Regions from separate parts of the Mus musculus genome. Here region 2 is linked to region 1. A link is a contact called in public promoter capture Hi-C data. All regions are on one chromosome and are shown on one strand. The core of a region is the stretch at or near the end of the contact, and the rest is flanking DNA. Distances in the headings are between cores, read along the strand shown.

The links. Promoter capture Hi-C pulls out the DNA fragments that hold promoters and counts their contacts.
Region 2: a promoter capture Hi-C map of liver shows a contact between it and region 1, with 3 times the contacts expected there. The contact joins the promoter of Ndrg2 here to the promoter of Klhl33 in region 1. A contact is called at or near these places in 2 of 39 promoter capture datasets (hippocampal neurons and liver) and 1 of 9 other capture datasets (pancreatic islet).

What each region holds. Positions count from the first base shown.
Region 1 is chr14:50,895,914-50,899,407 of GRCm38.p6, forward strand. It overlaps Klhl33 (kelch-like 33), which reads right to left and starts at 1,570. Exons shown (of 4, transcript NM_001370764.1): 1 at 535-1,570. The coding sequence starts at 1,270.
Region 2 is chr14:51,911,219-51,914,742 of GRCm38.p6, forward strand. It overlaps Ndrg2 (N-myc downstream regulated gene 2), which reads right to left and starts at 2,270. Exons shown (of 15, transcript NM_001145959.1): 1 at 2,105-2,270; 2 at 248-328. The coding sequence starts at 322.

The DNA.
Region 1 (3,494 bases), core at 320-2,819:
AGACATATCCTGGTATAACTGCATAGGGGATAACCGCACAGGGGAAGCAGACTGAAGTCTGCTGCCAGAGTCAAACACACCTAGGACAAAGGACACACTGGGAAACTTGTACTGATGGCCTCGGCTGCCCTTTGCTGTGTGCTGAGTAGATGCCAAAAGGCTCTAGCTAATTTGTTTGAGTCAGTCTCTTTCTCCCTGTTTTGCTGCCATGGACTGTACTCTAAGCCCTAGCCATCTGGCTGGAAATTCTAGCTACCAGGGAGGGGGGGGGGGGGGGGAAACTGCCTGAACTATCTATCAGTTCAAATCTGTCCGGGTGTCTAGGAAAACAATTCAACTGCGCATGTGCATTTCTTGGTGGCTCTGGAGAAGCACCAAAAAGGACATTCTTGCTGAAGCAATAATACAAAACTATTTCGCAAGGCTAGGGGGTGTGGATCCATGGTAGAGTGGAATTAAGGCCTTAGGTTCCATCCCTACCACCGCAAAACAAGCAAAACATGCATTTTTGGCAGTTGTCTCACAGACTCTCACCCCGCAGGCGGTAGCCCTCTGCCTCCAGCTCCAAGTCGCACCCGATGCCCTCTCGATACAGACGCTCAATGCTGTGCAGATTCTCCCTCAGCTCCTCTGCCTGGCTGAGCTTCTTTTCATTTCCCCTGGCTTTACCAAGTCCTTCTGGCTTCAGCTGGGCCGCCTTCTTCACCCGGGGTGCTCCCAGCGCCTCTGCAGCAGCCAGCACTTCGTCCTGTGAGGCGGGGCCCAGCACCCCCTCGTAGGCAAAGGTCAGCGCAGCCTCCCAGCCCCTCGGGGTCACATCAAGGCTGAAACTGGGCTGCTGACCCCCACCGCTCAGCAGCCTGCCTCGGAAGAGGCTGCTAATTGCAGCCAAGATCACCCGATGCACCCCATATACCTGTCCCCCCACAGACACCTCTTCATCCAGCAGCAGCTTCTGCTCCCGCAGTCTCTGCGCTTCAGCGAAGAACTGGCAGGGGTGCTCCACGCTGCACAGCATCTCAGGCTCCGCTGAGTCGTCGCTGTCATCCTGCTTCTTCCCTTTCTCCGGAGATGAAGCTAGAAAGGGAAGGTTTCCTGAAACGAAGGGGCTAGGTGGGTCAGGCTCTGCCAGAGAAAAGGAAAACAAGCCGGGATCCTCATCGGAAGAGGGAGACCGGGAGAAGGTTCTTCCGGCAGGCACAGGTAGTTCAAGACTGTCCTTCTCGATAGGAAGGGAGACATGCTCCAAGTCTGAGGAAAGGCTTGCCATCTTCCAGACGCTTGTGAGGTTGCCGCAGGTGCCCAGGCATGAGAGAAGTATACCTGAGCAGCACTCAGGAAAACAGAACTGTCTTCAATTCAGCTGTCAGTCCCTCACTCCGTCCGGTGACACACTAACTTTGGGCTATATGGCGCTAACTAACCATAGGGTTCACCAAGTGCAACAGAACCACAAACGCCTGTAGCCATCTGGCTCAGGACAAAGCCCCGCTTTCCACTCGTTTTCTTTTAATCCCAGGCAGGAGACACCGGGCTTCTGCTTGCCCTCTCTTGAGTTCCCAGTCTGCTTAGGACTGCTGTGTACGGATCCTAGCAGTGCCCGCACTTGGCTAATTATAGCTAGCCTGAGGGCTAAACCCTCATCTCTCAGTGCTGGAAGCTGACACTCAATGCACTGGGCCAAGTCCTGGGATGACTTCCCCTTTCCCTCCTTCCAAACCTGTAGGTCACAAGAGTGTGTTGAGTGGGGAAAATTGCAAAGCAAAGGGAACGCAAACGTTGGGTAGAGTGAGCCAGGCCAGAAGGACTGACTGTTTTCCCAGTTGGTGGCTGGAGGTGACAGGAGGCTAGTGAGGGAGTCTGGAAAGTCTAGACTATAAACAATTAACATTTGACTCATCTTCCTCCATCATAGCTGTGGGATTTGGGGGGGAAATATCTCTTAACATCTGCCTGACTTTGCTGTTCCTTCATAACCCCAGAGGGTGGACCAAAAGCCTAACACTTTACACAGCAGTGATAACCAAACTGAAGGTGTAAATCAGAGATGTGTATTTTTAGGAACTGGTTTTAACAGGTAATGTCTTCTATGTGGCCTCCACTTCCCTTAAGTCCTGAACTCTGGTGGAAATCTCCTGTGAAGGGATTATATGCAGGTACCACTAGGACTGCCAGAAAGTTAAACTCTAATGGCTCTTGTCCTTCCCTAACCGCCCCCCACCCCCCGGCCTCCTGGCCATGCTCTAAGAGAATTTGAACTCACTAGTGGATTTCCTCTTCAGATTCTTCAGAAAGAGGAAGCTTATATCATGTTGTTAGACATGCCTCTAAACCATAGAAGGGAACAGAAGTGAGGCTGCAGGTCCAGTTGGACCAATGCTTCTCAAGGATGGCTTCATCAGGGTGTCCACCAATGGAAGCTCTGAACTCTCTTCTCCCAAGTCACACTGCCAGCACTCAGAGCTGCCTGCTGGATACCAACTGATGTTTTCTTCATACTCCACCCTGAGACTGAAGTCTGCCTTAGTAAGGACAGGGTCAGTAGCCATGTAGGGCCTAGAGCCTGGGTTATAGAAACCAGTTGCCGGGGCTGGAGAGATGGCTCAGTGGTTAAGAGCACTGGCTGCTCTTCCAGAGGTCCTGAGTTCAATTCCCAGCAATCACATGGTGGCTTACAACCATCTGTAATAGGATCTGATGCCCTCTTCTGGTGTGTCTGAAGACAGCTACAGTGTACTCATATAAATAAAATAAATGAATATTAAAAAAAAAGAAACAAGTTGCCCGTCAATTTTCTGGTGACTGTCATCAAATGCTGGTGACTACAACCTGGCTAGATCTTTGGTCTGAACTCTTTGCCCCTTCTCTGGGGTCTGTTTAAATGCAATCAGGCAGGATCAGAAAAGTAATCAAGAGACCCAAATTCCCCTACATCAGTTTCCAAATAACCTTTCCTGAACCTGAATGGTTCCTGAAAGTTTAAGATTTTAAAATAAACAATTTTATGTGGTCATTTCGAGAGGATTTTAAGGTTTGGAATATTTCACTGGCTCTGTATGTATTGGGGTTTGTTTTGTTTTGTTTTGTTTTTCTGAGACAGGATTTCTCTGTGTAGCCCTGGCTGTCCTGAAACTCACTCTGTAGATCAGGCTGGCTTCAAACTCAGAAATTCTCCTGCCTCTGCCTCCGAAGTACTGTGATTAAAGGTGTGTGCCACCACGCCCGGCAAAGATTTATTTATCTATTTATTTTATGTATATGAGTACACTGTCATTCTCTTCAGACACACCAGAAGAGGGTATCGGATCCCATTTACAGATGGTTGTGAGCCACCACATGGTTGCTGGGAATTGAACTCTGGACCTCTGGAAGAGCAAGCAGTCAGTGAGTGCTCTTAACCGCTGAGCCATCACTCCAGCCCTGTATGTATTGTTTTAATGGTTTTAGTACTAATAAGCAGAGAGCTTCAATTATGACCTCAAACTTTCAGGGAA
Region 2 (3,524 bases), core at 1,020-3,519, 1.0 Mb after region 1:
GAGACCAACAGACACCAAATACAGAAAGAGGGACAAAAAACAAGACAGGAGAGGATGAAGGTTAGTGTAGTGACGGGACGAGGTCTGGCGGGCTCCCTTGTACAGTGTCTAGGCCGAGAGATGGGAGGAGATGGGTGGAGAGGGGCGTGCATTAGAATGAGAGCCACGGGCCTGGGGAGGTGGGGAGGCAAGGGGGGATGTTCAGAGCATGGGACCGAGGCAGGGAAGTCAGAGAGTCTCTGTAAACCTTGGCAGTCTCGGGTGTTTGTCCTGGCAACAGCGGCTTCTCCTCGGTGATCTGCACCTCCTGAAGTTCTGCCATGGTGGCCTGGCAGGATACAAAAACAGTAAACCAGTCAGGCAGTGGTGGCGCACACCTTTGATCCCAATACTAAGGAGGCAGAGGCAGGCGGATCTCTTGAATTTGAGGCCAGCCTGGTCTACAGAGAGAGCTGCAGGACAGCCAGGGCTACACAGAGAAACCCTGTCTCAAAAACAACAAAACAAAACAATAAGCCCTGGAGGGAGGCAGCTTAGCCTCTGTACTCTCAGTCCAATGCAATGCAATGCAAGGTGCAGAGCAACACCAGAGCTGAAAACGCCAAGACACACGGAGAGCTTTTCTGGCTCCCCCGCCCCACTTCCAGGGCAATACCAAACAGGACAGCACATCTCTTCAGACCACCGGCCCCATGGCTGCCGGCTGCCCCTCAACCCCAACATTCTCACCTCGTACCTCACAATGCTCCTCCCTCTCCGCCCCTGGAGGGAGACACCGAGGCTGGGGAAGCAATGTGGCTCCAGTTTCTTAAGCTATCTTTAGGGGACGCCCCACACTACCTCACTGACTGGGCTAGAGTGGTAAGGGTTCACAACTGACCATGACCTTCAACTATAGCTCCAATGTCAGCATCTTGAGGGGCTAAAAAGGACTGAGGCAGTGACTATCAAGCACTCAACAGAGGGACCTAGATATCCAATCCAATCAATCTCTCTCTCTCTCTCTCTCTCTCTCTCTCTCTCTCTCTCTCTCTCTCTCTCTCTCTCTCTCTCTCTTGTACACAAATGAGCGCACACCAACAATGGTAGATCTAGAGAGCAGCAGAGCACCTGTGCAGACTTGAAAAAAAAAAAAGAAGAAGAAAAAGAAAAAGAAAAAGAAAAGAAAAGAAAGCAAGCCAGCAGCATGGGGTGGGTGGGGTCAATTTACTGAGCTCCTATTGGTTGGATACGGTGAGCGTGGAGGTCAGGGTTCTTAGTCCTGACTCTAGGGTCTGAGAAAACACAGGAACAAGGTGAATGACATGGGAGACGGACCTGGGTCTTTTAGGGACATAAGGCCAGAGCCAAGACCCAGGATTCCAGGGTCACTAACCCTTTCTAATCTCCCCTGAGTCCAGAGAACACGTCCTCTCTAGGTTCCAATCAATACAAGCTGGAGGGGCCTGCGAGGCAAAACAAGCAGGTCCAGGCTGGGTAGTCTATGAAGAGAGCAGAGAGCTGACATGGCGATAGAGCATGACTGTGTCAAAACCTCTGGGTCCTACCCAAGTGCCACTATTAGGTGACCTTGTCCAGTTAGTCACTACTCGGTTTTGACGGTTCTCAGTTGATATGTAGGTAGTACAGCATGACCTTTTCCTTCACCATTTAAAAACAAACAAGCTTCAAGCCTTCATCTCTCCCCTCCACCCAGTGTAATTGTAGGTCGGGTGGAGAAAGGAGAGGGGGGGATAGGGCTGCCCGTAACCTCCGCACTTCCCCGGACTGCCAGCCATGTGCCAGCCGGGAAAAGATGGTTAGGACTTGACTGGCTGCTCCCAGAACACGAAACCTGACCCCTATGAGCTTCTCGCTGCCGTTCCTCGTCCGAACCAACACCCTCTCACGGCGGGCACGTAGTGCCCAGGACCCTGTACATCATCTCAAGAGCGCCCCAAACACGCCCTGCACTTTGCAGCTCTTCTGCCTTTGTGCGCAGCAGCGGAGCTCCTCGCTCAGCCAGCCCCTTCCCCCGAACTACAGCCAGGAGACCAGAACCACGATGCCCACCCTCCGGGCCCGCGCCTTGCCAGCCCAGAGGCGCGCTTGCCCCTCCCCCTACCTGCTGCAGCCGCCGCGGTCGCTGCCACCTTCACTTGCCTTTGACTTAGGTCCGCCCTAGCTCTGGCTCCCCACAGACCCGCCCTGGGCCCGCCCCCGGGCCATCTCCCTGCAGATCCGCCCCGACCCCCCATAAACACGCCCCGTAACTCGCCTGGGCTACCAGGGGAGGGGCGAGAGGGTGCGGCTTGGGAGCACACAGAGGTGATGCTCATAGGCTCTCTGAGTGCTCCCCATAAACCCTAAGCCGTGTGAAGTGGGGTGAGCGTGGGGGATCCCTTAAACCCCCAAATGGTCCCCACGCCCACATCAACGGCGCCCCTACTGTGACCTGGCTCTGCCAGGCTCACTTTTGGCTCTCTTCCTAGCCCCCCAGATTGAGTGGCAGCGACGGGTAAAGTGGGGAGACCAACCCAAGGTGCCTACGTCCCACGATTTCAGCTCCGCCCGCCCGGAAACAGAGAGCTAGATCAAGGAAGGGGGAGGTGGGCGAGGGCCACCGCTCAGACCCGGTCTCGGGGCAGGTATGGGTAGTGGTGACAGCGTGTCTGGAGACGGGGCGTCGAGGGCATAGGAATTCCCAACAATTGGGGTGCTGGTACCTCCTCAGCCGAGTCCCGCCGCTTGCTCTCCGACTGCTCCGTGAGAAGTTGGACAACAAGCAGGGAGTTGGGGGGGGGGGGGGCCGGGAAATGCTGGGGGCCGCTATAAATAGAGGATGAACGAAGGAGGGGAAAGATGATGGCCAACAGCGACTCCCGGGTCAAGGCCCCAACGAGGGGGGCGGGTAGAGGAGGGGCTGGGGACCCCCCAAGGGCTCTGACTCCTGTGTAAACAGGCGCGGAGGCGGAGCTAACTCTGCAAGGGTGGAGTAAAGGGTTTGAGGAGGACTGGATGTCCTGGGCTGAGACCCAAGAGACCCTGTGGCTGAGGCGCTAACCCCTCCTAGTCCAACCCCGAAAAGGAGGGCGAGGTCAGCTCTGAAAAGCTGAGTGGCAGTACCCTGCTGCCGATGCCTCCTGAGCTGCTGTCTCCTGGGCTGGACCCTCGGTGCCTGGTGGGTTTACCATCCTATCCTAGACTTCCACAAGATTCACATCTGAGACACGTCCTCCCTGTGCTCTTTAAAGAAAGATTGCTGAAGTGGAACGGTTGATGGACTGGAAGTTGTGTTAAGCAACCAGATTGTATTTCCCCACTTGCCCTCGTTCTCGCACCCCTGCTCCCAGAATCAACCCTGCCCCATCCCCCTTCAGCCTAGTTCCAGACTTGCCATTTAGGGGGCTGGGCGCCAGGCCAGTTGAAAACAATGTCCAATGGAACCGGAGCTGCCAACTGCAACACCAGAGCAGACTGCTCCCCCCAAGACCCCCAGATTGCCCTCCCCCCTGCCTGGGAACTACCCTCACCACGCACAACCC